Linked DNA regions of Drosophila melanogaster: region 1 is linked to region 2. Evidence: chromatin contacts called from public Hi-C data. All regions are on one chromosome and are shown on one strand. Each heading gives the region's core, a stretch centred on a gene start, on an enhancer-like site or on the middle of the called end of the contact. The rest is flanking DNA. Distances are from core to core; before and after follow the strand shown.

The links. A called contact is a pair of places that touch in the nucleus more often than the background predicts.
Region 1: a contact with region 2 is called in a Hi-C map of the Kc167 cell line, with 2.5 times the contacts expected there. The contact joins the enhancer-like site here to the promoter of CG31075 in region 2. A contact is called at or near these places in 1 of 1 datasets of contacts at CTCF or cohesin (the Kc167 cell line), 14 of 107 Hi-C or Micro-C datasets (the Clone 8 cell line, the Kc167 cell line, the OSC cell line and 4 more) and 3 of 6 datasets of contacts at active chromatin or transcription factors (the Kc167 cell line and the S2 cell line).

The regions. Positions count from the first base shown.
Region 1 is chr3R:27,054,895-27,057,752 of dm6, reverse strand. It overlaps RYa-R (RYamide receptor), which reads right to left. Exons shown (of 8, transcript NM_079801.4): 5 at 981-1,049; 6 at 702-924; 7 at 279-370; 8 at 1-101. The coding sequence ends at 63. Among named protein-coding and RNA genes, the nearest start is that of CG34292, 5.9 kb to the left of the region's middle. Within about 2 kb of position 1,377, at least 21 of the 39 cell types and tissues checked have an H3K27ac peak or open chromatin away from gene starts, as enhancers often do. A contact at or near this core is called in the Kc167 cell line, the S2 cell line and wing imaginal disc, where this site is marked.
Region 2 is chr3R:26,987,257-26,989,956 of dm6, reverse strand. CG31075 reads left to right here and starts at 1,440. Exons shown (of 5, transcript NM_170304.2): 1 at 1,440-1,549; 2 at 2,619-2,700. The coding sequence starts at 1,514. CG31076 reads left to right here and starts at 105. Exons shown (of 4, transcript NM_170305.2): 1 at 105-200; 2 at 269-505; 3 at 584-732; 4 at 790-922. The coding sequence starts at 171. The coding sequence ends at 922.

The DNA.
Region 1 (2,858 bases), core at 128-2,627, 68 kb before region 2:
TGTTCCACCTGAGCTTCCTGATCGGCGCACCGGTGAATCAGTTTTATTTTTTGATATGACAGCTACCGCAGTGGTGACGTCTCGCCGCACGATAATGGGTTCTAGTTTAATAGAGGCGTAACGAGTAGGAGAACATACATATGTATTAATATTTTAATAGTTTGCCGAAGGAAAATGAAATATCTTTGGCAAGATCTTCGACATTCCATATTCAATTAAACAACTTCGTATTTTTGTAAATATATCTTAAGTAATCTTCTAAAATGTTTTGAACTTACCGCTCGCAAAGATGTCGCTCGTGGCTTTCGACGAGCGCTGATGTAGGTGGTGGATGTGTTCATTCGATTGAGAGGAAGTGCTGGACCCGTTCCTTTTTTTTTGTTTTTTTTGCCAGTTGTACGTGTAAACGAGAGGATACTGTTAGAAAATGATTTAAAATTGAAAGCTAGCGAACGGGAAGATGCAGTTTGGTGCAATTCATGCGGTAGCGTGTTTGTTGTGCTTCCTAATTGGCATGCAAGGCTACGGACTATGGACGATCCACATGATTATCAACTGGCTTTAAATGAACCAAAATCGCAACAATACGAATAGGAAAACGGAAACGGATACTAAGTGAAGGGTCTTGCACCTAATGCATATTTTGGGTTTCCGGAATAGGGCATCGCCGACATGGCGATGGTACTTCGTAGTCATCTCACCGGAAGTTGCGTTCATGCGATCACCGACGCTCCGCAGGCAGCACCAGCGACGCAGGCCGGGCATACGGTGCATCAGCTGGACGAATCCGCTCCTGAAACGGGCGTTCATGTAGCAGTAGATGATCGGATTGTAGCAGCAGTGCGACATGGCCAGCCAGTGAAACGCGAACCACACATACGGCAGAGGATCCCAGTGGGCGAACTCCTCGTCGTTCAGTAAAAGCTATAGAATATAATTCGAGTTAATTGTTGATTATTCACCGGCAACGAAGAACCCACCTGCAAAATATTGAAGGGCAGCCAACAGCAGGTGAACACAATCACAACCGTCAGCATCATTTTGACCATCTGAAAGTGGTGAGGAGGTTAATTCAAGAACACTAAAAGTCAGAGTCTATTCATAGGACTCGCGAATTTATTCCGCGAATTTTTTTATGACACAACGACCTTGACCTTCGTTTTCCAGACTGTTGAGCCGTAAAATCTGTTGTTTGCGATTCCCACCATAAAACATAAAACCACCCAGTTCAAGTTTATTTATATAGGGCAATGACTCGCCCTTATGGCCTATTGCAACTTATTTTCATCGTAACATCATGAGGTTTAGGAAATATGATTCCCTTTGAGCCTGGCAAGCAAATGTGACATTTGTGTAGCCTACTCTTAGGCTGCGAAAACTTTCCTCATTCTCTACAGAAAGGTCATCAATTTTACTTTTCTATTTGACACGCAAGTTACATATAAAACTCTACCTCCGTGAACGGAAAAAAAGCCCATATATCAAGGATATCCTAAATCATTTATTTAGGTAAGTCACGGGGCTTTAATCACATATACTATAAAAGTTGCCCAATTCAGAGGAGTTTGGATTGTTTTTCTGCAAGCAAATACAATCGACCTGAATTGCGAATATGGTGGCTTAGTTTACTTTAACGATGAACTCAGTGGCCACGTCTCTTTAACGTGACCACCTGAATAAAAAACTAGACATAAAGTTTAACGGCCTGAAACAAAGGCATGATACATTCAGTTTGCACATCTAAAATCTCTTACACTAAAAAAAAATTGTTTTCTTAGATTGCAGAAAAGTTATTTCGAAGCCTCATAACATAAAATGTTTTAGCTAATTATGCGAAAATGGTTTCCAAGGATTTCAGAAACTGAAATATGTACTTTTTAAATTTTTTTTATTTGAATGTATAATAAAGTTTTGTTGATGCAAAGGGCAATAGACGAATCAAATGCAAAGTCAAAGATGAGTTCTTAAAAGGCAGACTTGCAAGGATATAAATAGAATCATATTTGCATGCAAATATTATGGCATAATCGGCGGGTAATGCGACTACAATCTTGAATCTTGCTCAATCGCAGGGGATTATGAACGGACTCCAGATTCGTTGGGGATGCGAATCTCGGTCTCCGACAATTTTCTGATGTCAGATGGGTGCATTTGGAGGCAGTTTTCCGCTGGGCCAGCTGGTAGTTGCATTTTATGAACCCGCCAAGTCGTTTTATTGGCCGCCTTTGTTGTCGGGCGATTCTCCCATTTCAGATGCAGTTTCCCGTTCCAGTCTACAGCTTAGCTGGGCAAACTTAACGAGTGCTCAACGCGGCCATTTGATTCGCTTTAATGGCTCGTTAGTCGACCATCCAGCCGGGTAGTGTTAACAATGTCAACATTAAGTATACGCCGCGTTGTTGGACGTCAAAGCAGCAAGACGAGGAGCAAACACAGTGCGCCCAAGCAAGCTCGTAATGAATGTTTATACAAATATGTTCATGCTGTTTTTTTCCCTTGACGCCTGGACACGCGTCTCCTCCAGCTGTGACCTTTGGCCCCAACATGTGTCTGCAGACGAATGAACTCTGGCATCAACTTTCCCTAACCCCACACAGGAAGAAAAAGTGTTTTTTTTTTTAAATGTGATTATTTCTTTAAAAATTATGATTTAAAAGTTGATTTTCTTCTAGGGCACTCTTCGACTGTGGGCGGAAACTGCAACATCATCTGGCGTCTGGAGAAGTCTTTATGCCTTGGCCGACTGAAGTGCTGACTCTCCTGCCATATGTCATATGTGCCGGCTATATTTTCAGCGCCCGCGGCTCCAGTTTCATCTTTATTTTGGCAGTTTGTTTTGGCCACCTGAGCGTGACAGT
Region 2 (2,700 bases), core at 191-2,690:
TCATGTATGTAGGGTATTTAAAAAATTAAAATGAAAAAATAAAGAGACAGTCCAAAAACAAAAGCATTCGGCTACGGAATGCAGCACAATCGAGCACTCATTTCAGTTGCTCACGAGGAGATCGCCGGTGAGGTATCTCGCTAACCACAGATACGATTTATCTCAGAGCAATGGAAAGGCCTGAAAATAACGACAGTCAGGTAGGAAAATCAAGCTTATCTAGCCAAGATTAAAAGTCGTATCTCTTTTATTTTGTCTACCGGTTTAGCTCATTTTGGTGCAACAGAATTTACGAACACTGCCCCAGGAATTAGTTAAGAAGCATGCTGATCATGTAGAGCAACTGGATCTAAGTCACAATTGTCTAAAGGATCTGTCTTGGTTGGCGGACTTCGAGCAGCTGCGTCATTTGGTGCTGGACAGCAATCGCATGCATGAGGCTCATTTGAGGACACTGACTTGCCCGCTGCCACAATTGGAAGTACTGATGCTCAACAAAAATGAGGTGAAGCCACAGAATCACAGTTCAATTGCTGTATATTAGAAATAAACGTCGAAAATTGCAATTTCTTATCGATTCCAGTTCAGTGACCTGCCGACGACAATGCGACTGATCAGAAAGTTCTTTCCCAATCTGCAGTATTTGAGCCTCCATGGCAATCCGATCTGCCCGGATGGCTTGGAACTGCAGCCGTTCTCCACATACCTGCGCTACGACTACGAGTACTATAGGTGGGTGTGTCTGTTACAATATTGATCTATCTATACATAGCTGCCGATCTGTTTCAGCAACTACATTGCACAGTCGCTGAGTAAACTGAAATTTCTGGATCATGGACTGGTTCAACGCACCTACAAATACGAAAGTTTCCCCATAAAAAATTACAATGGCAAACAGCTTATCCAGACGACAAGTGTCTGAAATTATAAGCAAATAAGACTATTTAACCTATTTATATTTAATGAAGTAAATTTTAAAACTCCCTATATTACCCATTGATCTATTAATTGAAGTTTGGGCATTTTATACAAGCTAAAGTATAAGACCACATCCTAGACACAATCCGTATAAGACAGTGTCTTGGATATCTAGCCAAGACATCAACCGCTCCCAAAAGCTTACAGTGGTCAAATTACAAACAAGTGTCATTAATAATTTTTTGTGATAAATCAATATCACCAAGTATAGTAAAAATAAATGTAGTATTAAAAACAATATATTTAACTAAAAATTCTGATATAACCATATTTAAGCCATATAACTTAAAGAATCGATGGACAATCCGTACACATTGTAGGGCACTTGTATATGCCGGCCGGCAAATGATAATTCAGAGGAGGACCACAAGCAAAGTGAGAATCTGATGAACGGCAGTGCAAAACAAATCGCTGATAGCCAGTTATCGGGGCTCTATATAAATCGGCATCTGGCAGCATTTCAGTTTCAGTTTCGCGACGTCTCCCAGACAGCCGGTTTCTATTCCAGTTCTTGAAGGTGTATATATCGCTCAATATGGCCGATCCCAACGCCAAGCCCAAGTACACAAAAGTGAGTATAAATATTGTGTGTGGGCAGCTGTCTATTAAATAATGCAAATCCCTCTTACTGCGCTGCACTTAAGCTAGGTGCATTGAACTTCCACTTTCTGCATTACAAGTTAAATGATTTAAAGTAAGCTGCCTAGTGAAACACATCAAACTCGTTTGTGTCGCAATTTAAGTACATATGTACAAATACTTGCAATTTTGGCCTCCTTACGCATATGTACGATTATTTTAAAAAAAAAACAGCAATTAGTTTGTTCGGAGATAGAGGGCTTAAATTGTTATCAACAGATGTGGGATGAAAAAAATAAACAGATTCGAAAAAAAAAAAAAAAAAGAAATAGAGCAATAATAATTAAGATGTTTGCTATGCTGATAAGAAAACATTCGTTGGGGACCAACATGAACTTTTTTCTGATACGAATAAGACTTTGAACGCTCATTTACAATGGCGAAATTATGAAAAAATATTATATATAAAAGAAAACTAATCAATTAGTCGAATATTTAATAAAGATTCTTTCTCTGTAAAGTAAAAACTCCTTATAATGCCCTTATTTTTAACGCCCACTTCTCTATATTCATTATTGTTTCCAATTGATTACAATAAGCGGACTACTTTATCTTGAAAGTTTAAGAACGCTGGTCGTACGATTTCATATCGCCCAACGACCCATTATAATTTAAATCAACACTAGATAACAGCCTCAAACTGCTTTGGTTTATTGTCAACAGTTTTGTATTTTTTACATGCTCGACAATTTGGAATCGTGACTAGAATTACACTTTACAGTGTTTACATTATCGCGTGTCCCCGGCAAATTGAAATGGGCCAATCGGGGGGGTTGATAACTTGTTTGAGCGGATAAGTAATCGCTGACAAACTGGGCTAACAATGATGAACAAATTGCAAAAACTACTGGCACACCAATTGGCTGTTTCACGAAAGTGGTCGAAATTTGATCATACTTATGCCCAGTGCGAACCCAATTACTGTCAGGTGGCGGAAAAGATTCCATTGGTTCCATTTACTTTCCACTAAATCAAAACTCACTTGATTTATTTATTTATAGCTTTTCATCAACAATGAGTTCGTTGATTCGGTGTCGGGCAAGACCTTTGCCACCTTCAATCCGGCTACATCCAAGGAGATTG